Linked DNA regions of Hordeum vulgare: region 2 is linked to region 1. The links are chromatin contacts, called in public Hi-C maps. All regions are on one chromosome and are shown on one strand. Each heading gives the region's core, a stretch centred on a gene start, on an enhancer-like site or on the middle of the called end of the contact. The rest is flanking DNA. Distances are from core to core; before and after follow the strand shown.

Region 1 (4,382 bases), core at 1,263-3,762:
TGTGCCTTTTCTCTCTTATTTTACAAGGTTTACATGAAGAGGGAGAATGCCGGCAGTTGGAATTCTAGACTAGAAAATGAGAAAATCTGAGAGACCTATTCTGCACAGCTCCAAAAGTCCTGAAAAGTTACAGAGAATTGTTTTGGGATATATAAAAAATAATGGGAGAAAGAAATACCAGAGAGGACCCATCGGGAGGTCACAAGCCAGGGGGTGCGGCCTACCCCCTAGGCGCGCCCTCCACGCTTGTGGGCCCCCTGGCAGGCCTCCGGTGCCCATCTTCTACTATATGAAGGGTTTTGACCTCGAAAAAATCAAGAGAGAGCTTTCGGGACGCAACGCCGCCGTCTCGAGGCGGAACTTCGACAGAACCAATCTAGAGCTCCGACGAAGCTATTCCGCCGGGGAAACTTCCCTCCCGGAGGGGAAATCAAAGTCATCGTCATCACCAGCAATCCTCTCATTGAGAGGGGGTCAATCTCCATCAACATCTTCATCAACACCATCTCCTTTCCAAACCCTGGTTCATCTCTTGTATCCGATCTTTGTCTCAAAACCTCAGATTGATACCTGTGGGTTGCTAGTAGTGTTGATTACTCCTTGTAGTTGATGCTAGTTGGTTTATTTGGTGGAAGATTATATGTTCAGATCCTTAATGATTATTAATACTCCTCTGATTATGAATATGAATATGCTTTGTGACCTTACTGAAAACCGCTTGTCATTTCCTTCTGCTCATTGTTGGGTTCGACACTCTTACTTATCGAAAGGACTACGATAGATCCCCTATACTTGTGGATCATCATGGAGAGGGTTTAAATTTGGAAGAACCTTATATGGAGAAACCTTAGATTTGTGGAAAAAATCTTAAAAGTAGGTGCATGAGCATTGAATTGGGTACTGGTAGAGATTAGATAGAATGGGTGTTAAATGCTGATAAGAAATTCATAATATAATCTCTTTATGGGGAGCTGATATTACTGAGAATTGCAAATTCCCTCAAAAAATCTTGTGGAAGGTCAAAGTGCCTGCTGAAATCAAAGTGTTTATGTGGCTAGGTAATAGGAAATCAATCCATACTAGATATTCTCTTGGCAAGAGGGGTTGGAAGGGTGAAAAAAGATGTGTATTATGTGATGAGGATGAATATGTAGATCATCTTTTTTTCAATTTTTCAGCTGCTTCTTTTATCTGAAGCTTATTAAAACGTGCTTTCAATTTAAAATCAATCCCTTCCTCTATAAATTATTGCACGGGGAGATGGATTAGAACATTTAACAAAAATGACAAGAAACTCGTCCTGGTGGTAACTTCCTCCTACTCTGGACAATCTGCAAATGCGGAAATGGAATTATTTTGATAAAAAGATGTTCGGCGATCCCATGGTACTGATCAAAATGTAGCAAGTGAAGTTTACACGTCGTCTCAAGGGTGGATATATATTGTTATGTGCTTGGAGGTTAGACGATCTGCAAACTAGCCATGCTTTTGCTGGAATGGTTGGTGCTATAGTCAGTTAGGACGTTTCATTTTACGTTTTTTTGCTTCCATATGTGTGGAACCTGCTTAATGTTGGATGGTTGGTTTTGTGCGCAAGTTCTTTTCCCTTTCTTCGCTGATGCACCAGGAGAGGGAAGGGATAGTTTAGGAAGCTACGACGATATGTTGGCATGTTGTTAATTTTTTGTTTTTACGTGTTAACTCGGGTAGTTGTATGTCCTGACTGTAGTTTAAATTTGGTTTCTATAATAGAAATTGAAAAGGGAAAAGCCCTTCTTTCGCTTCAGAATAAAATGATGTTGTTGGTTGAAACAAGCACCTCCTATGAACCAACATGTTGTTGAATGGTTAGACGGATAATGGTATCCCCAGTCCATCCGGGTTCAAGTCCGGATGCTCGTATTAATCTTTCGGACGTGTTCATAGGAGTTGTTGCTTTTTTACACCATACAGACGCAAACGTTCATATAAACGCGCATACACTCATCATTATAAACAAACACATGCACATCCTATCCTTATAAAACCTCTAAGAGAGTGAGATGACATACCAACTTAAAATTTATGAAACACCGTAGACGTCTCGTCATCGATGAAAACATCTTCTTTCATTAAACACGCATTGTCGAAAATCCTGAAATAAATTCAGAAATGATACGAGCACGATGAACTAAAGATACCAATGGCTCTCTAAATATCCATCCGTCATCTGTTATTCAAGTTTTTGCCTCTACCTCGTACATTGCCTGCCAGGTAGAGGTAGACACCGCATGGGCGGACGCGGAGAGCATTCCTTTCATCTCCTTGCGTGGGTTCCAGGGATCAGGGCTTGCGGTGGCCTGTCGCCCTCGCATCCGGACCGGCCCGGCCCGCCCCGGTAGGTAGCTCCGCCGCGAGCGAGGAGCGCAGGGGAATCCTCGGCCCTCGGCACCCTATCCGTGGGCCGATAAGGCAGGCGCGGGCGGAGGCGGCCGGCCATACAAAGCCACCGTGGCCGCACGGGTCGCCCTCGCTCCCCCCTTTCCCTCTGCTCCCCACTCCCGTGCGACCGCTGGTTGTGGTTGGTGTGGTGGCTGCTGCGCGCATCATCAGACGAGGAGGAGACGCTCGAGCCTCCCTCGCCCACCAACCACATCACAGCGCGCGACGCACAGATTTGATTGAGAGAGAATGGCGGCGCCGTCGTCCCTCGCCTCCTCCCACCTCTCCCGCCTCGCCGCCGCCGGCGCCCCGGCCCCGCAGCCCCACCACCAGAACCACCAGCTCCGCCTCGGCTGCTCCCGCCGCCGCGCGCAGCGCCTCGTCGCCATGGCCGGATCCGGAAAGGTACCGCCGCCCCACCAATCCACCACCGCCCCCTACCCGTGCTACTTTCCCTGGTGAAATCTATTGCTCGTGCCTGATTCCGGCTCTGATGTCGCTTTGCAGTTCTTCGTCGGAGGCAACTGGAAGTGCGTAAGTGCCCCCCCGCTCTCCCCACAATCCCGCCGGCTTTGCGAGCACGGGTTTCACGCGTCAGCACCGCGCCGATGGGGGAATCTCGAGTACGGTGGCGGTGGAGATTCCCCTTGCGCCCCGCGTGACGTTTTTGGTCCTCGCGGCGGCATTGTGGTTGTCGCCTTGGGGGGATTTCGTTTGTCCCTATTCGTTCATGCAGACATCGTGATATACACCGTTACTGAGGCCCTCTTCTAGGATTAGAGTTGCTTTTGGTGCCGTGCCGCCTAGTTTTGCAACTTCCGGTCTGTCATGTCCCTTGATATAACCGTCGTCAGATTCCATCATGTCGAGATTTGAGCGGCATTTGATGCGACACTTACGAAACAGAGGAATGCTGCTAGTTATTATACTTATGTCAGTGGTGTTTTAATCATGAGATAAGAGACGCCGTACATTAAGGCATTTAGCAGGGGGCAGCCATCGGTCTAATAAAAAGTTGGTCGTTGCCATGTGAATGTATTCAGGTGGCAGCAGGTACATGATTTGGGGGAACCTTCCTATGCTTATGTGTTCATTTGGTTCACATTTATAGGGAGCTTTTGTTGACTATATAAAGTTACATTGCTTAATGTTTCGCTCAGGTATCTCGGATTTTTTTGGATTAATATCTGATTTCTATTCTTGTCCTTTACTCTAGAATGGAACAAAGGAATCCATTAGCAAGCTTGTCTCTGATTTGAATGCTGCCACACTCGAAAGCGATGTAGGTAAGCTCATTTGCTTCTTCTACGCATATCCTAAGCATCCTAAGCTTCCTTTCGGTATGACCCGTGCAATAGGTGTGCATGTTTAATTGGTATACAACATGTCAATGGTGCCGGTTTCCATTCGGTATGGACATTTTCCTGAATACATATACCTTCTACTAGCCATGTTTTCATCCTATGTAATTTATTTACTACATTTGCTCTTCTATAGTAGTGTTCACCAGAAATGTAGACCCCTGCTAGCCCCAACCTATTTATCTATTGTTTTTGAAGTTCAAGCTGCTAGCCCCAACCCATTTCAACCAGTCTTGATCCCCTTGTCCAGCAAAAATAATAATTCCATACACCATATATGGTAGCATACATCATGCATGAGCATCAGTGTCATGGAAGCACTTCTTCCTGGTTGTTAGGTAGTTACTTGGTTACCAAGTTGGCCAAAAGAGAAGGGATAGCGCACTAGCTTCTACATGCTCCATAGTAGCAATATGCATGGTTGTTTATTTTTATATGGGAATTTTACACCGCGGGTCACCAAAAGGTAAAAAAATTCATGGTGGAAGACACAAGTAGTTTGCTTGCACCAGTTCAGTAACTACTTTTATTAGACTACTGTTATGGAGCTGCTCAATTCACCTTGTAAATGTGATTATGTAGTTTATTTCAAGATATTTA
Region 2 (4,291 bases), core at 770-3,269, 140 kb before region 1:
CTCTACTGGTTTGGATCTGATATAGCCTAAACTTCTCAGCTTCTCTACAAGTTTCCTCTCTGCAGCAGCCTGAAAACAGTGCTCCCATCAGATACAGAACTTGGCAATTCTAACAAAGAAGATGTTCCGGTTAGTAGTACCTCAAGCATGGGGCTGTCTTTCGGAATGTTACAAGCTAAAATTATATTTAGACCTGTCTTCAGCACTGAAACATGAGGTGACGTGAGCTTGGTGTTTTTCATACCAATATGACAAAGGTGGGTCAACTGCAGCAGAAACTGAAGTACCTAAGCGGCGGGCCATGCTTGATCCAGTGTTATCAGATGTTCCTCCAAGTACAGATGTGACACTCACTCCATCACCCTGCAAGGCCATGATGGTGCAATGATCAGCCTCAATAAAAATAAATATACACCAGTTCTTAAGGTCATATTGATTGCTTGTTACCAGCCGAGTGGTTGCAGCAGCATATAAATGTCCAAACTTTGCCGACTGGTTGCATCCTATCCATGCATAGATCTGCATGGAAAAAAAAGAGGGGCTCAAAACAGATAACACACGAATGTTTGACAAAGAGCAGAACGGAGATCATATCACATTGTGGATAAATACGTATGGTTCAAAGAAAAACATTCATCCAAAATATGGCTACCCATATTCCATGTTTGTGTAGAAATGAATCAAGCTTAAGTCACACGGGGATGATAACAAACACTTACACTTGCATACTTCATCTAATCATGTTAATACAACAAATGCTTAAGACAAGATCAGAGCTCCATGTTAAAAAATTACTCGTTTTACTAACTGAGACTAAACATGGACAGCTGCTAGAACATCTTCCTTTGGCACCTTTACAAATGAAATGATTTTTCTCCATGACCTCAACTAACTGAATCGACATCTAGTAGAACATCCCTTTGACAGCTTATGACATGTTTTTTCTTCGCCACCTCGGCAGACTGTCTGAAAATTGCATCCAAAGAAACACAGCCTTGCAAGACAACCCCCCCCCCCCACCCGCTCCCAGTCTCATAGGTAAGATTTCTAATCCAAACTAAGCAATGTCTCAATTAGATAGTTTTCACCAGAGCTCGACACAAACAATGATTTTTTTAGTCAGCATGACGCAAATAACTCTAAAACTGTAGTCGAGAGTCACCAACCAAAGGTTGTTCACATTTCAGAACTTCAATCAAACCTTCTAAGTTGTGAGTATCTTGGCAATAAGTTACAAGTGAAACCTCGTGATTACCTGTTTAGACATCCTTATGATCTGGAAATGGAGCGTGACGTCGTGCAGGTCCTCACTGAAACAGGTGACCTGCGCCCCGCCTTCAGAAGACAGATCACCTGAAGAACTGATTTGGCTGGCCATCGGGGCCTGCGAAGCCACCGCCAAATCTAGCATCCTTGTTGTGAGCTCCTCTGAAGACATGATGCCGGGGTGGATCTAGATACACACAGAACAATTGTTGAGGTAAATTAATTTGCGATTAAGGCACAGCTTGGCTTCCAGGTAAACTTATGGGCTTGTGTTCAGTTTGCACTGGTATTTGACCAGGCACTAATGTAAGCAGATGCTTTGGTGACTCAAGTCAGAGGATCTGCGCACTTGTAATTTAGTTCAAAAGAAAGCATCAAGCCGTATGAAGTCCACCAAATTTCTAAGATACCAAGAATATACAGTTCATCAACTAGAAAAGCTGGAGCACCAAACCTGCAGCTGCTGAAGCAGATGACAGAGAGGCGGTAGCAGCAGCGAAACAGTGGACGAGGAGGCGACAGTGGCCTGGTCGCGAACAGGTGGTGGTCCTCGGGCTTTCTTGCCGGCGGCGGCTAGCAGGAAGTCCTCGGGATGAGGGGTGGCAGCGGAGCGGACAGGCTCTGGCGACGGAGGTGTATGGGGGGATGGAGGCGGCCGGCGCTGCGCCGGCAGGGACGACCAGCAGCTGGCCGGCGGCGCTGGGGGCAACCCTAATCGCCAGAAGAAGGAAGAGGAGAAAGGCTCGCGTCCGAGGCCAGCGATGTCTCAGGGATTCGCCGAAGCGCGGTCCTTGGCGGCGGTCGACCGGCGCCAGCCTCCGGGTCGGTTGCATCCCGTGCGCCAATTGCGTTGTTTCCCAGCCGTCAGATCAGTCCCTCACAATATTTCTTTTTCTTTTTCTTTTTGCCCTCAAAAATCACACAAATAGCATGCACTGCGAGACTCAAAGAGCAAGCAATGGGCGCCGTTGACACCCGCAATGGATGCGCGCGGCTATCGTCCTCGAAGCATGTCGGCTTGCCGCCCTCGAAGCACTTGGTTCTGGCATGACCTCGTCTTAGGATTCCAGTCCTTGCCTTTGAATGCGGCCGTCAACCGTTGCAACACAACCATCGAGGATTTGCAATTGCCGCCCATCACAGCTATAGCTTCGGTCACTAAGAGTGACAGTCCCGATGATGCTCGGCCTGGTTCATGCATCATCGTGAGGAGGTTGTGAATGTTCTCGTCAATGGTTCCAACATTTTTGTCGCTGCCGGGCCTGATTGTCGATTCCAACATGTGGTGTCGTCATCTTCAACGCCGTCCGGTTGTAGCACGCGACATTTGGGTGTGTCATCTCTAGCCCCGACTGACGTCGGTCGTAGCTTCAACCAGTGTCGCTTCTCGCATTGTGGTCGGGAGGTTGCACCTTTTGTCGTTAATGGTTGCAACTTGTTGTCGTTGTCATGCGTGACAGCCGATTCCAACATGTTGTGTCATCGTCCCCGGCGTCGGCCGGTTGCAGTAAATGGTGGTCCTCGTTCCAGCAACGGCATGAATCCATTGTAGCATCACAGTGCCCGGGCGCGTCTTCTCCAACTCCAACGGTTGTTCGTCGCACCTTCTGTCGGCATCAGTTTTAGCATTGCCGTCGGGAGGTTGCATATTTTGTCAACAATGGTTGTAGATTTTTTCCACTGTCCAGGGAGACGGGTGATTCTAGCATACGGTGTCGTCAGCTCTGGTGCCAAACAATTGCAACAAATGGTGTTCATCATTCCAACAACGACGGGTGAGGGATGTACCACAATGGCGTCCGGGCGCCTCTTCTCCATCCTCAACGAGCGTCGGTCACAGCTTCAACCAATATCAGTTCTAGCATCACTGCCGAGAGGTTGGAGTTTTAGTTCTCAATGGTTGCAACATTTTTCCGCTCTATGGATGACAAACGATTCCAGCATGTGGTGTGATGTTTGCTGTGTATCCCTTGCAACGGCGCCAGAAATAGTTGTGTCGACGGCACCAGGAATCCTTCAGCTACGGCTACGCCTTAAGGGACTTCCTAGGCAAGTATGCAAAGGATTTCCACCGTGGCCTTGGAGCCTTGCGTTGGTGTTCCCTTGAAGCGGAAAGGGTGATGTAGCATAGCGACGGTAAGTATTTCTCTCAGTTTGAGAACCAAGGTATCAATCCGGCAGAAGAGTATCTCAAGATCCTGCACAAACACAAAAAGCTTGCACCCAACGCTATGAAGGGGTTGTCAATCCCTTATAGATTGGTTGCCAAGTGAGAACTGAAAGCAACAAAGTAACAAAGCAAAGTAAAAGCGGAGTTGTAAACGATGGATGTGAATAGACCCGGGGGGCGTAGTGTTTACTAGTGGCTTCTCTCATGAAAGCAAATAGACGGAGGGTGAACAAATTACTGTCGAGCAATTGATAGAACTGTGCAGAGTCGTGACGATATCTATGCAATGATTATTTCTATAGGCATCACGTCTGAAACAAGCAGACCGATACTTTTTGCATCTACTACTATTACTCCACACGTCGACCGCTATCCAGTATGCATCTAGTGTATTAAGTCCATAAGAACAGAGTAACGCCTTAAGCAATATGACATGATGTAGAGGGATAATCTCAAACCAATGATAAAAAACCCCATCCTTTTACCCTTGATGGCAACTGCTTGATGTGTGCCTTGCTGCCCCTACTGTCACTGGGAAAGGTCACCACATGGCAGAACCCAAAACCAAGCACTTCTCCCATTGCAAGAATCATAGATCTAGTTGGCCAAACAAAACCCAAGACTCGGAGAGACTTACAAGGATATCAAATCATGCATATAAGAAATCAGCAAAGACTGAAATATATATCATAGATAATCTGATCACAAGTCCACAATTCATCGGATCTCGACAAACACACCGCCAAAGAAGATTACATCGGATAGATATCCATGAAGATCATGGAGAACTTTGTATTGAAGATCCAAGAGAGAGAAGAAACCATCTAGCTACTAACTACGGACCCGTAGGTCTGA

What was found. A called contact is a pair of places that touch in the nucleus more often than the background predicts.
Region 2: a Hi-C map of seedling shows a contact between it and region 1, with 4 times the contacts expected there. The contact joins the promoter of LOC123397528 here to the promoter of LOC123400115 in region 1. A contact is called at or near these places in 4 of 6 Hi-C or Micro-C datasets (leaf and seedling) and 1 of 1 datasets of contacts at active chromatin or transcription factors (embryo).

What each region holds. Positions count from the first base shown.
Region 1 is chr5H:502,375,904-502,380,285 of MorexV3_pseudomolecules_assembly, reverse strand. It overlaps LOC123400115 (triosephosphate isomerase, chloroplastic), which reads left to right and starts at 2,512. Exons shown (of 9, transcript XM_045094526.1): 1 at 2,512-2,826; 2 at 2,929-2,955; 3 at 3,638-3,707. The coding sequence starts at 2,671.
Region 2 is chr5H:502,513,849-502,518,139 of MorexV3_pseudomolecules_assembly, reverse strand. LOC123397528 (proteasome assembly chaperone 4) reads right to left here and starts at 2,019. Exons shown (of 6, transcript XM_045092056.1): 1 at 1,721-2,019; 2 at 1,256-1,453; 3 at 448-519; 4 at 288-363; 5 at 141-205; 6 at 1-69. The coding sequence starts at 1,438.